Regions from separate parts of the Mus musculus genome. Here regions 2 and 3 are each linked to region 1. The links are chromatin contacts, called in public Hi-C maps. All regions are on one chromosome and are shown on one strand. Each heading gives the region's core, a stretch centred on a gene start, on an enhancer-like site or on the middle of the called end of the contact. The rest is flanking DNA. Distances are from core to core; before and after follow the strand shown. Region 1 has its middle 44 kb from the start of Gm40577. Region 2 has its middle 30 kb from the start of Gm34719. Region 3 overlaps Gm40576 (a long non-coding RNA gene).

Evidence for each region. Hi-C and Micro-C count contacts between places; a contact is called where the count stands out from the background.
Region 2: a contact with region 1 is called in a Hi-C map of cerebral cortex, with 2.2 times the contacts expected there. The contact joins two enhancer-like sites. A contact is called at or near these places in 2 of 15 datasets of contacts at CTCF or cohesin (the NIH/3T3 cell line and stem cell-derived epiblast-like cells), 5 of 484 Hi-C or Micro-C datasets (cerebral cortex, embryonic fibroblasts, forebrain and 2 more) and 6 of 115 datasets of contacts at active chromatin or transcription factors (the NIH/3T3 cell line, astrocytes, embryonic stem cells and 1 more).
Region 3: a Hi-C map of cerebral cortex shows a contact between it and region 1, with 4 times the contacts expected there. The contact joins two enhancer-like sites. A contact is called at or near these places in 3 of 15 datasets of contacts at CTCF or cohesin (CD8 T cells and embryonic stem cells), 41 of 484 Hi-C or Micro-C datasets (the HL-1 cell line, cerebral cortex, embryonic stem cells and 6 more) and 7 of 115 datasets of contacts at active chromatin or transcription factors (embryonic stem cells, pancreatic cancer cells and stem cell-derived neural progenitor cells).

What each region holds. Positions count from the first base shown.
Region 1 is chr12:110,371,581-110,375,662 of GRCm38.p6, forward strand. No RefSeq gene overlaps it. Among named protein-coding and RNA genes, the nearest start is that of Gm40577, 44 kb to the right of the region's middle. Within about 2 kb of position 2,096, at least 29 of the 459 cell types and tissues checked have an H3K27ac peak or open chromatin away from gene starts, as enhancers often do. A contact at or near this core is called in cerebral cortex, where this site is marked.
Region 2 is chr12:110,116,002-110,120,083 of GRCm38.p6, forward strand. No RefSeq gene overlaps it. Among named protein-coding and RNA genes, the nearest start is that of Gm34719, 30 kb to the left of the region's middle. Within about 2 kb of position 1,995, at least 5 of the 459 cell types and tissues checked have an H3K27ac peak or open chromatin away from gene starts, as enhancers often do. A contact at or near this core is called in cerebral cortex, where this site is marked.
Region 3 is chr12:110,226,237-110,230,318 of GRCm38.p6, forward strand. It overlaps Gm40576 (a long non-coding RNA gene), which reads right to left. Exons shown (of 3, transcript XR_001780704.2): 2 at 1,381-4,082. Among named protein-coding and RNA genes, the nearest start is that of Gm40576, 9.1 kb to the right of the region's middle. Within about 2 kb of position 1,950, at least 11 of the 459 cell types and tissues checked have an H3K27ac peak or open chromatin away from gene starts, as enhancers often do. A contact at or near this core is called in cerebral cortex, where this site is marked.

The DNA of each region.
Region 1 (4,082 bases), core at 846-3,345:
TGATGCAGTGATGTGCTTCCTCCAGGAAGGCCTCCTGATGCAGTGATGTGCTTCCTCCAGGAAGGCCTCGTGATGCAGTGATGTGCTTCCTCCAGGAAGGCCTCCTGATGCAGTGATGTGCTTCCTCAGGAAGGCCTCCTGATGCAGTGATGTGCTTCCTCCAGGAAGGCCTCCTGATTCATTGATATTACATAACCTCCCCAAACAGTGTGCCTACCTGTGGACCAAGTGCTCAAACCCAAGAGGCTGTGGAGGAGATTTTTTGGTTCAAACCAGTGCAATCCCTGCATTCCATGAGACTCCAAAGGACCTGCTGACTATAGCTCAGCCTTAAAGGGTTTGCTTGGCATACACAGGCCATAAGTTCAACCTTCAGCCTGTAAGAGGGAGAGACTGGCTCTACAACCTAAGCTGAATTCATGCCACCCTTCACGAGTCTCAGTGTCCCCTGCATCCAACAATGGAAACTGGCCTGTGTTTCAGGACCCTGAGGTGAACACAGGCCAGGCATGATCAGCAGCACCTGGATTAAGGTAAGTTCTGCATGGCAGAAGATCATGCTAGCCATACTGAGGCTGCCAAGGGCACAGCAGGAGGCAGCCCCACCGGGCCTGCTCTGGGAGTGTGTGGGGGTACACCCAGGCTGGCAGGAGGACTGTAGCAGGGAGCCAGAGCCTCCCGGGCACTCTTGCCCTCTGCTCCGGTTGTTCACTTCTAGGAACTGACCCTAAGGCCGCAATCAAGGATTCCTACAGCGCCTAGCCCAGGGCTGCGCTGGCCAGGCCATGTGGCGAGTCAGTGTCCACACCCTGGGGGGCCTCCTCTGTGCAGTGCTGTGTAGCTGTGGGAAGCCAGGATTTTGGCTAGATGGCATGAAGCTGGCATTAAAACCAGTGAAAAGGTCAGGATGGGAACAACTGTACGTGGATGTCCTTGACGGGAAGCTGTTTGGGCATTCGTTTGAAAATGTCCCGGACTGAAGAAGCACCCTGACCTTCCTGCCAATTCCTAGGGCCCCCCAACCAGCCCCTTCCTGAAATTTGGTACCTAAAGCCAGAGCCCAGACCTCTCCCTGCCCCTCCAAATCCCTGGCCTCGCCTACCACCCCTGGGAAGCAGATGATGGAATCTTACTGGTGAACTGGCTTTGCTGACTACCCCATTTCTTTTTACCCTTCCACATCATCTGAAAGGAGCAGAGAAGCGAAGCAAGCTAGGGCGTTGGCTGGCTAGGGATTTGTCCCGATCCTACACCTCACCCCCTCCGCCACACATCCACACTCTTCCAGTCCCTCTCCCCACTTCCCTCCTGCTCAGGGCCTGTAGCAGCCTGCTCCAAAGCCCAGAAAAGGAAGAAGAAGAAAAAAAAAACCTAACAACAATAACAATGCTCAGAGTCAATTCGCCGAGCCTAGCCATGCTCACGGCTGTCTCTCAGAGCTGCCCCCTCCAGACTCAGTTTCTCTACCTGGGAAGGAAGCATAACCACACCCCGCCCCGGGACCAGTGAGAGTCTGTGGAAGGAACAGTGTATGGTGTGAAGGGGTACCCTCTGGAGGCTTCTCCTGGGGCCCCCAGACCCTGAAAAGCCAGAGCAGAACCAAGCCAATCGCTGCTTTAAAGACATACCACTCCCCTGACAGCCCGAGGGCCAGGCCAGCCATGAAGGCGGAATCAAGACCCCAACAGAATTCTGTAATGAACACTCTGCTGTCTCAGTTTATGAGAGAATACATAAGACGTGTAATTGCTTTTGTATTTCGGACACTCATTAGAAGAATAATAAATGTTATTATTTATTAATATGGCAATGAATCATTCAGTTTTTTAAATTAAACATTAAACCGCTAACAAATTAAATGTAAATTATTAGGCCCGCGGATGATGGAGAGGCTCCCCGGGGAGGGGGCAGCTCGCTGGCTGCGCAGAAGCACGCCGCATGTCCCGGGACACAGCCGCAGGGCCGGGGTGAAGCGAGGACAAGACGGCTTGTGGGCTCAGCCTGCCCCCTGCTGGTTATCAGCAGGAACGCAGCAGTCGCAAGCACCCCATCCGCCCAGCGCCAGACTCCTCTGGATCCTTCTAGAAGCAGCTACGCCACGGGCTGTCAGGCGCCTGCGCTCTTGTCCCGCATGAATTTTTGCTGCGCAGACCTAGTTGGGGAGGGCTATCTGGCTTGGAAATGCGTGCGCCCTTGAAAGAAAACCGCCTCCTCTGTCCTCTGCAGCCTGGACCATAGTTCCTGGTGCACTGTCGTCACTAATAAGCATCCACTTGTAGAAAAAAAAAAAAAAAGCACAGAGATCCTCAGTATCTAGCAGAGGTTGCACAGCCAGAAGCTGGCAGAGTAGGAGATTGCAGTCCACCTGTGTCCAGTCCAAAGCCTGTGTTTATCTTGTATTGCTTGTTGGCCCTCTCAGGAGTTGGGGTCCCAGGCTAGTCTTCTGGAACCCATAAAGAGACACCTGTGTAAGGAGCCAAGGGAGTTATTTCCAAAGGACTAAACACCACATACCAAGTTACCTAGTGCACATAGCTGTTCAATAAGGTAGGCGCACGCCCACGCCCATTCCCAGGATATGTAAGCTGAGGCTGAAAAAGACTGCAACAAGCAAGAAATTAGAACTAGTACCTGCCAACCCAGACTTGGCTCCTGATCACTCCAGAACCAGACCCCATTCCTCAGGAAGCAGTGAGCAATCCCTCTGCCCACTCGTGTGCCCACTCCCCTGTATAACACACACACATGCTGGCCAGTACCCATGCCTTAAGGGAACACTAAGCTCAAATCGTATGAGTCCTCGTATGAGGGCACTGGGGGGCGGGGGGCGCGGGGGAGAACCGGGGTGGGTCCCTGACGCCGACAGTGCTAGTACGGCTGCTCTCTGGGACCTCCAGTTTATTCTTTAAGGAAGATCTCAGGAATTGAGCCACTGAACACTGAAGCCCCAGTCCCACAAAGTAAGGCTTCTAGGAAATACCCCAGACACTCGCTGAGACAGACTTCTGGGAAGGGGCTCACAGCCCACCCCAAACTGAGGGGGTTAGCCCTCTGCCGTCAGCCCAGGCTGCTGGGACAGGGAAGTCCAGCCCATAGGCAAGCCCTGGCTGCAGCTATGGGGTCTGAGGGCAGATGCACACCTGGGGGTCCTGGTCCTCTCTTTTACTCCTTATCTGTGTGTGATCTCCGCCCTGGGCTACCCCTTGGCTCCCCACAATACCCTTCCTGCCTTGGTCAGTCTAAGTGGATATCTGCTACACAGAAAGCCACTCTCTGTCAGATTATCACGTTATCCCCTCATAATAGGTACAACAATTATAAGCACCCATCAAGCCTGGCTGACGGACCCTACATCATAGGGCAGATTGAGCCACGGTTTGTTTCCCTGTGTCTCCCCTGCCCCTCTGACACCCACCCCTAGGAGAGGATGGTCGGGTGAAGGAAAGGTAAGGGGTTATTGCTTTTCGTTTGGCCCAAGCTGGGAACCACTGGAGGTTGAACTGTGAACTTGTTCCAGCTTTCCTCTGGACCTGGATGTCCCACCTTTGCAGTGAGGTGCTACAAGGTACCCCAGTAGGAGTGTGCAGAAGGTGGGGTGGGGGGGGAGGCCAGCTCCAGGACCCAGCTCCAGGTCAGATTGGGTCAGCAGCGTCGCCATGCAACGGGCGCCAGAATGAGGCTTATGCGTCTGCCTCCTGTCTGGGTCCTGCCCCAGGAGGGACTGACAGGGCTATTATTGCTGTTCTTGCGCAGGGCCACTCAGACACCAGCTAATTTGTTTCAATCGCACCCCCTCCCTTATTGATCAGTGCTTTCGTAGGGTGTTGCGTTAAATGACTTGTCGCCATAGCAACCATCAGATACTCCTGGGGACCGATGAGTCTGTTTCCTGAGCCAGATCGCCCCCTAAGAGCGCGAGGGAACAAATCTCTTTTCATATCGTGGCTGTCTGCTGAAAGGGACAGGATATTGCTCAGACGAGTCCTTTTGAAAAACAATATTAAAAAAGAACATAACCAGGTTTTTCAACAGATTATAAAGTTGTTTCATAAGGTGCCTTCCTCTTAAGAAATATGAAATCA
Region 2 (4,082 bases), core at 745-3,244, 260 kb before region 1:
TTTGCAATACACTTACATGACCTACCAGCCTTGGGTGACTGCTCTGGAATGTGGTGTGATGGTTGGATCCCTGAAACCAGTTGTTGTTGTTGTTGATTTCTGGTTTTATTTGTGGGGTTTCTTAGGGGGTGTTTGTTTATTTGTAACAAATTCTCCCCTACGTCTATGCAATTTTCTGTAATTAGGAATTTTTCCAACACTTTAAAAGTTCAAAATTATACTCTTTAAGTTTTCAACCAAAGTCCGGGCCCCTTTGGCTTACCATCCTCATTCTTCACTCTGGGAAGAGGTAGTTTATAGCCGCAGCTGAGAACATTGTCCTCAGTGTTCACACTGTCTCTGACGGTCATTTTTTGTTTCTTCAACAAATATGTGTCTCTATGAAATGTTGTCTAGCAGCGAGCTGAGTACAAGCCAGATGAACTCTACATTTAAACAGTGCCCACAAAAGCCCCTGGCCAAACCCACCTGAATTCTTGGGGCCATGGCTTCTTTGATGTCTTCTAGATCTTGGGAAGAGTCTGGCCGCCAGGTACTCAGAGATCAGTAGAAACCACTCAAAATTAGTTTTTGATCAATCAAAAAAAAAATGTTCTGTTCTGTTTTGTTTTGTTCTGTTTTGTTTTGACAGAAGTGAATAAACAGACTGATAAGAGCAGAGGAGAAGTTTCTAGATCAAGTCCACTGTGAACCAAATACGGAGAAGGCTCCCAGCTCAGGAGACAGCATCAGATGGGGTTGGACGTAGGGATGACGTGGGGTGCTATATCCAATAAACATGTACACCACTGTAACTTCCCAAACTACATCTCACTGATCCAGAACTTTCTGTCAGCGGACGGAAAGGTATCTGAGAACAGCAACAGGTATGGAATGTGCAGGCAGACACCTTTCCAAAATGTACCTGGTTCCCAGTAGCTCAGGCTTTGGATCCTGGCCCTGCCACTTAGCTGCGGAGTGGCTCTCAGTCATAACACAACTCAGTGTGAGGGTTCCCCTCTTTATGCCATGTCTATGATAATTATCTTGTTTTCCTTATGTGTGCTTATGAAAACTCAAGTGAGGGGAGATAAGTACTGAGAACTGTAGCTGCCGAGAGATTTGCCACCTTATTCAAACCTCTGCCCAGCTCTGGGGCAAACACATTCCTTGAGATCTCAGATACTGAACTGATCTAAAATTGCACAAGGTCAGAACACTTCCAGGAAGCCACCAATTCCTGTATGTATGCTAGAGCTGGGAGCTGGGACACTGGCTGACATTTCCATCAACATTGCCACAAGACAACTCATCAGCTCCCTGTCACATAAAGGGAAACTGAGGCACAAAAAATGTCTAGGATTTTGGCTGCCCAGCTGGAGAACGAGAGGGCCACTAAGCAAATGTTTACACCCCACACCACTGATGATCTAGGGAAAGCTCACACACAGAATTATCACCCAGCAGCAGACCACCCCCCCCCCTGAACTGACTGGAGCTCAGATCACAGCTCTGGGGAGTAGCCATCCACCTCTAGACTCACAGAATGACAGTCGCCAGATCTGAGAGTCCATGCACTCGTGTTGGCTTCACAGGCACAGCAGTCCCCACCAGGACCACTCCTGCTGGTCAGTGTACAATGGCAAGCAGAGTCCCCAGAGGAATTGGGACTGGAATGGTGAAGGGCCACCCTCTGGAAGAGGCAGGAGCCAGGTAGCACTTGACCTAGGAGAAGCTCAGGCCTAGTTCCTGAGCCAGCCCCACCCAGAACTGATCTCGGGGACTTCCTACAGTAGGTTCAGGGCCACTGCCAGACACGGGGTAAGAATACACACAGTTCTACAAGGCGGAGGAAAAGGAGAGAGAAGCGGAGAAGGCTGTCAGCCCAGCTCTTTTTTCCAGCATCTTGTATTTAAACTATCAAATGTTTTAGCCAATCTGCAGAAAATAAATTCTTTGCACAGGGGAAGAAATTTGGCTCTGTCTCTCAGCAGAAGGCCCTGCTCACAGTTCCCCATGGCTCCTTAGCTGAGGCAGGGCAGCTCTCTGCAGCCTCTCCACACTGCCGTGTATCTGGGATTTACATAATCACGGGCAAATAAAACGATAAAGGCACACTCTTTCATAACAGGCATATTGTTACTATTATTATTCTTAAGGCAAATTAGCTTCTGATTATAGGGATTAGTCAGACCCCGGTCCTGTTGCCTGAGATGGGGCTGAATCTTGCTTCCTTCTTTTTAACAAGGAGGAGAGCTGTTGTTTCGATGTCAGGAAATTACATAAAATGGTACTCGCTCAGAGGGAGAGAGCCTCGGAAAGTCATCTAATTATCAAAATTTTACCTCAAGTTTATTAACTTTTTGTTGCGTTTTGTTTGGCTGCTTCCTCTTAGAAGTATCTCTGATATTTGAGTGTCCTATTTTCCAGATATTTCTGTGTATCTAGGGGTGGAGGGCACCCATCACTGAAGGGATTTGTGGTTCCTTTTGACTAAAGAGATACTCATGCTTGCTCTCTCTCTCTCTCTCTCTCTCTCTCTCTCTCAGTGTGTGTGTGTGTTCAGTTTGTTTGTTTGTTTGTTTGCTTGCTTGTTTGCTTGTTTGAGTCAAGGTCTTATCAAGTATTCCAGCTGGCCTGGCCCTCCTCGTGATTCTCCTGCCTCATTCTCCTTGGAGAGATCAGCCATCACACCTGGTTCCTGCAATTTTTCTTGGAGAGTCAACAAGGCAGAAATTGTGTGCCTTTCTGTGGACAAAGACCCTGAAACTCAAAGCTGCCAGGAACCTAGGGCAAGACATCACCCAAGTGCATAGGAGCCTGGGGGATCAGGTCAGGCCCATGGGCCCCCAGGGGGCCAAGCAGAGATACTCACATCCAGATGGCACCATGTGCTTATCCAAGGTCTAATTCTGCTTTTCTCTCTTGTAGATACTTCCTTCCAAGTGGACATTTCATAATAGCTAGATATGGTTTGAGCCATCAGACTAGGGCAAGTGGTGGAATAGCCTCAGGTGCTACTGGAATCTAATAGACCAAGGCCATGAAGGCTTTCCAGTATCCCACACCTCTAGCCCCCTTTGCCTTTACCCCCTAAGAATTCTCTGCCTCCAATGTCAACAATGCCATAGTTGAGAAACCTTGGCTTAACTGATTGGAATTCTTGTGACTATTATTAATAGATAGCAACTGATGTTAGATAGATAAATGGATAGATAAATATGATGGTTGACAGGTAGATGATGGATAGAAAGATAGATATATAAATAGATAAGTGACTAACACATGATAGATATTAGATAGATGATAACAAGATGACAGAAAATATGATAAATATGTAGGTAGTGATTGATAGATAATGATAGGTAATCATTGTAGATAATGATTGATAGATGTTGATTAGCTAAACATACAGATATGAACAATTGATGAATAATGAAAATAGACACGTGGTAGATAGATAGATAGATAGATAGATAGATAGATAGATAGATTGATAGATAGATAGGTAGATAGATAGGTAGATAGATAGATAGATAGATAGATAGATAGATAGATAGATAGATAGATAGATAGATGGATGGATGGCAGGTTACATATAGAGTGATAGTAGACAGGCAGGCAGACAGATCTCTGGGCCTGGAACATCTTGGGCGTTTCTGGAGAGTTGCTATTCTATTTCACAATTTTAATCTGAGTTGAATTAAACTAAAATAAGGCAAAATTTATATAACTGGCTACACTTCCATGTCAGATCACCTCCTTCATTGTTTATACATACAAACACACCAACTTTTAGGGATGTGAGAACTGGGGCTTGGTGGTTCTGTGTGTGAGCATGCATGCATGGGTGTGTGTGCTGGGATTGTGGAGATGAGCCATCACACCTGGTTCCTTCCACTCTGGGTTCTAGGGATTGACCTCAGGTAGCCAAGCCTGGGCAGTGACAACTTCAACATGCTGAGCCATCTCAGCAGCCCCAGTTAGGGGAATCTGGATGGAATGTGTCAGTGTCTCCTTTTAGACCCTGCCTCAGGTGTAGCTGACCTGATGAGAGAAACTCCCTGAACTTCAAATGTGAGCTCAGAGGCGGCTGCCCGGGG
Region 3 (4,082 bases), core at 700-3,199, 150 kb before region 1:
GAAAGGTCCCAAGTAGGTTCTGAGTGTGATAGAGTCTGCATTGACATTGGTTGTCCAGTAAGACAAGCTATGGCACTGTGCATCATGTGTCCCCAACATTCACTTGCCCTTCTTTGCTGAGAGGACCCTTTTGGTCTCCAGTAGGTTACAGAGCCACCCTCTAGGACGATGCACCCAACATCCTCACAATGCATTTCGTCGGCGGGGCGTGATTGGACATGCTGTGTTCTGTCTTCTTCATCAGGCTACATTGTGGGGTCTGAGGACAGGCGAGGCCTTTTGGAGAAGATGGCAACAGGGTATGGTGTGAGCCCGTAGTACCCAGACCTGGCAGCAGGCTAGGCACCCCAGCTTGGCTTACACAGAAAAATGATATGGACCTTCCTCATGATGCTCACAGATCCATTGGGACCCTCATTACTGTTGCTGGCCCTGGCATTTAAGGCAGCAAGCGTCTGGCACACACAGGTCCTGACAGTCAGCTGGAGAGGGAAAGAAGGAAGCTTGCCATGGTCGGGGGGGGGGGGTGGTGGTGGTTGTTTTCTGTGTTGTGCTATTTAACTGGGAGGAAGCTGTTGTGAGATTGCTGGTGATTCTTTATGTCTACCTTTTCAAGAAAAAGCGGCATCATCCGTCTCCATGGTGATGCGGAAATGCGGGCTGTAAACAGAGGTGCACGCCTGTACACGTATGAAATGTGTTGCTAGAGTTTGGCCCTTGCCATCACCGAGGGGGGCAAGCAGGTGATTAGCTCTTTCCAGAAAGTCTGAGTGAGCTTCTGTCTTTAGGTAGCTGGATCAATGTATCTCCCAAGTAGAGATGGCTCTCTCCATCAGTGATGCATATCCCCCGCCCCACGAGGGTGGATGTGGCAATTCCATGGGACCTTGCAAGGGAAGCACTCAGAACCATACTTAGTACCCAGTGATCTCTCAGGAGCACGCAAACCCAACACTGTGGGACTCAGGTCAGAAAATGTCAGCAAGATGTTGCTGTCCAGGGATGCCTGAGTCAGGGGACTGACCAGCCAGTGAGGGAACTGAGAGAGCTAGCTGGAAACGTGTGAAACCTGAGTGGAGCTCCTGGGCTGATGGGGGACCTGACAGTCACAGAGCAGCTGTGACAACGCAGCCTCTGCAGAGACAGCAACCATGAGCTGAGGGTCTTGGCTTGTTGGGGAAGACAACAGGGGTCTCTGGATGAACTCTGGGGAGCAGTGACATGGGACAAGGTAGGTATCAGCTCACAGGAGGACCACTAAGTTAACCCCACCCCACCACAGCACCCTGCCTGCATCTCAGACCACTGTTAAGGGGAGGAAGTGGGTTAAAGCCACCTTTCTGTCCTCCCAGGGTCTTGTTCCCTCCGAAATCTCCTCACCTAGAAGCATGGCACTGTAACCTTGTCATGTCTGTGACTGAGGGTCCTCCTGTGACTCTGCACACACAGTAGGCACTTCTAGTGGAGGAAATCTGGCACATAGTAGGTACAAGAGGACATCTGATGAGGAAGGTCCGAGAAACAGGATGGGTACTGGGTAACATCAGGTAGGAGACATGTTAGCACACTGTAGTACTTGAACACTGGCCAAGCTAGCCCCTGGCCATTCTTTGGGGGTACACAGAGGTTGCATGGTCTGACCTGCATGTGTACTCCCCTCGCCCCAGAACCTCAGTCCCCAGGCCTCTCCTTGGTCACCTCTGCCAGGATCTGGGTGTCCTCAGGAGACCCCGGGAAGCGGGTGCCGCAGAACTGGGAGGCAGTGTTCCCTTCCGTCTTCACATCGGGCTGAGACTCAAAACAAAACTGTCAGATTTCAGAACATTTCACAGCAGCAAAAATAACTGCACTTGGGGAAAAAACATGCAGACACTTCTCAAAGTCATGTAGTCGCTTCAACAATGTGCCAAAGGCTTCTGGAATTGACAGGTTCGGTTTGCCACGCACCAAATGCGCCTACCCCTGCCAGCCTCATCTCCCGAAGCTCCCGAAGTCTTTGTGTGCCAAAGCCGTGGTACAGAAAAGACAGCAAGCAAGCAGGACGCCACGGGGCTGCCTTGGCTCGGCCCTATTACATTACAGCTTCAAAAACCCTGCCCAGAACTCACAGGTCCCACATGCCAAGTCCAAGGTGACTGAAGCAGGAGCAGGCAGATGGGGGCCACATTCAATCGCATCTGATTGCACGCAGGGCTCTCCCCGTTGGCCACTGCATTTGGTCTTCCCAGCCACCTACAAGAGACATGTCTCTGCTGTGCAGATGGAGGTATCCCTGGTCAGAGGCAGCCTTCCTTTCCTGGGAAGGAATCCTATTGGCTTCTGTCAGGGCTCTGCATCCTCTGCAGCAATATGAGGAGTGGCTGGAGGACTGCAGGGAAGAGCCCTTACTCTGAAAGCATGTGGACCTGGGTTCGAGTCTCCAGTGCCCACACTAAAAAGTGGAGCATGGTTGCCTGCACCTATAACCCCAGCTTTGGGAAGAATGTTGGAAGCAGGAGGACCCAGGGACTATGAGGCAAGGCAGCCCAGCTAGAAAGGAGAGCTTTGGGTTCAGTAGAAGACGTTTTCTCAAGGTAATAAGGCAGTGATTGATTGATAGCTGGCGTTTTGCTCTGGCCTCTTAAAGTGCAGATATGGATGCACGCACCCATACAGGTACATAGGCCACATACACACAATAAAATTAAAACACAGTTTTTAAAGGAGGACAAAGGGGTGGTTAGGCATGTAGTTTCCCAACCAAAAATAGTAGTACCTTCTGTCCTCCTTAAGCATCTAGGTTGGTCACATGGCACATTTGATCACTGGGTGTGGGCAATGCCCTCTGACCCTGTTCTCACCTTCTCAGGGCAGGAAATGAAAGAAAGGCTCATCTTAGATGGCACGGAGAAGTCACTTGCGGATCAGCAGGGCCATGAGAAGCATAGGGGCTGAGCTGGCACTGTGAAGCTGCCCCAGGAGAACCTGGACCCTGTCCACACCATTGTGGCCTCTGAGGGAAATTAGCACTTAACCTACAGTGAGTGTCGGGCAGCAAGACTTGCCACGGCCCCTCCCAGAGCTCAGAACAAAGAGCCCAAACAGGGAGCTTTGCAGAATCCCATCCAGGGAGAAGCAGAGACAGGTGAAGGAGGTCTTCATAAAGACAGGACTCTATCCTGGCTAGGACTCTGGGTCCAAGCAAGTAGAAGAACAAATGCCCTTGAACTGGAGCAATGGTAGAGAGATGGAGAGATGTCAGCATGTTGGACATGGGCTTCAGAGGGAGCTTGGGGAAGACACTGGCACTGAGTGAAGCCATTGAGGGTGGTAGAGGATACTGTGGGAGAGCCAGTGTGCCTGTGTCTTTACTGGGAGTCGGGATACACCAGCCCAGACTCGGGCACTGTAGAGTGACTGAAAGGAGGTGCCCAGCAGGCAATACAGGTCTGGACGTCAGAAAATGGCCCGAGAGTGTAAGGGAAGGGATTGACCACTGATGCTTAGCAGTGGGTACCAAAGGCGGCAGTGAGACTGGCTGGGAGAATGAAAGGTGACCCAGTGAGAACGAAAGAGGAGTCTAAGGAACAGCAGACTTTTAAGGTTGATAGAAAGGAAAGGGCCTTTGGGGGTGCCCTGGGAGAAGGAGGATCCCCAGAGGAAAAGGGGGGGTATGAGAATTGCAAATCCAGAAGTCCTGAGAAAGAATGGGCTAGCTGGGTCAGTACAGTCCATCAGATCAACCAAGATGGCTACGTTGGGGGTGGAGGGAGCGGATGGCAGATAGCAGAGGATGCAACACAGAGAGTAAAGTCAACCCAGGACCACACAGGACATGTGAGAGCCTTTGGGGGTGAGCAGGGGGCTTTAAGGTATGAGGAACAGGGACACGGGCATGTGGGATCCTGGAGGAGCGCAAGGGTGCCTGGCAGAGGTGGCTCTGTGCAGCAGTACATCTTATTTCAAGGCTAATCTTCGCCATCCTCCAATTTCCACCGCTTTCTACTTAATATTTTCCTTAGATTCAATCCAAAATAGTCTCAAGTTTTAAACCTGCCTTCTGCTAGACAACACTCTCAATAAAAATCCAAATTTGTTGGAAT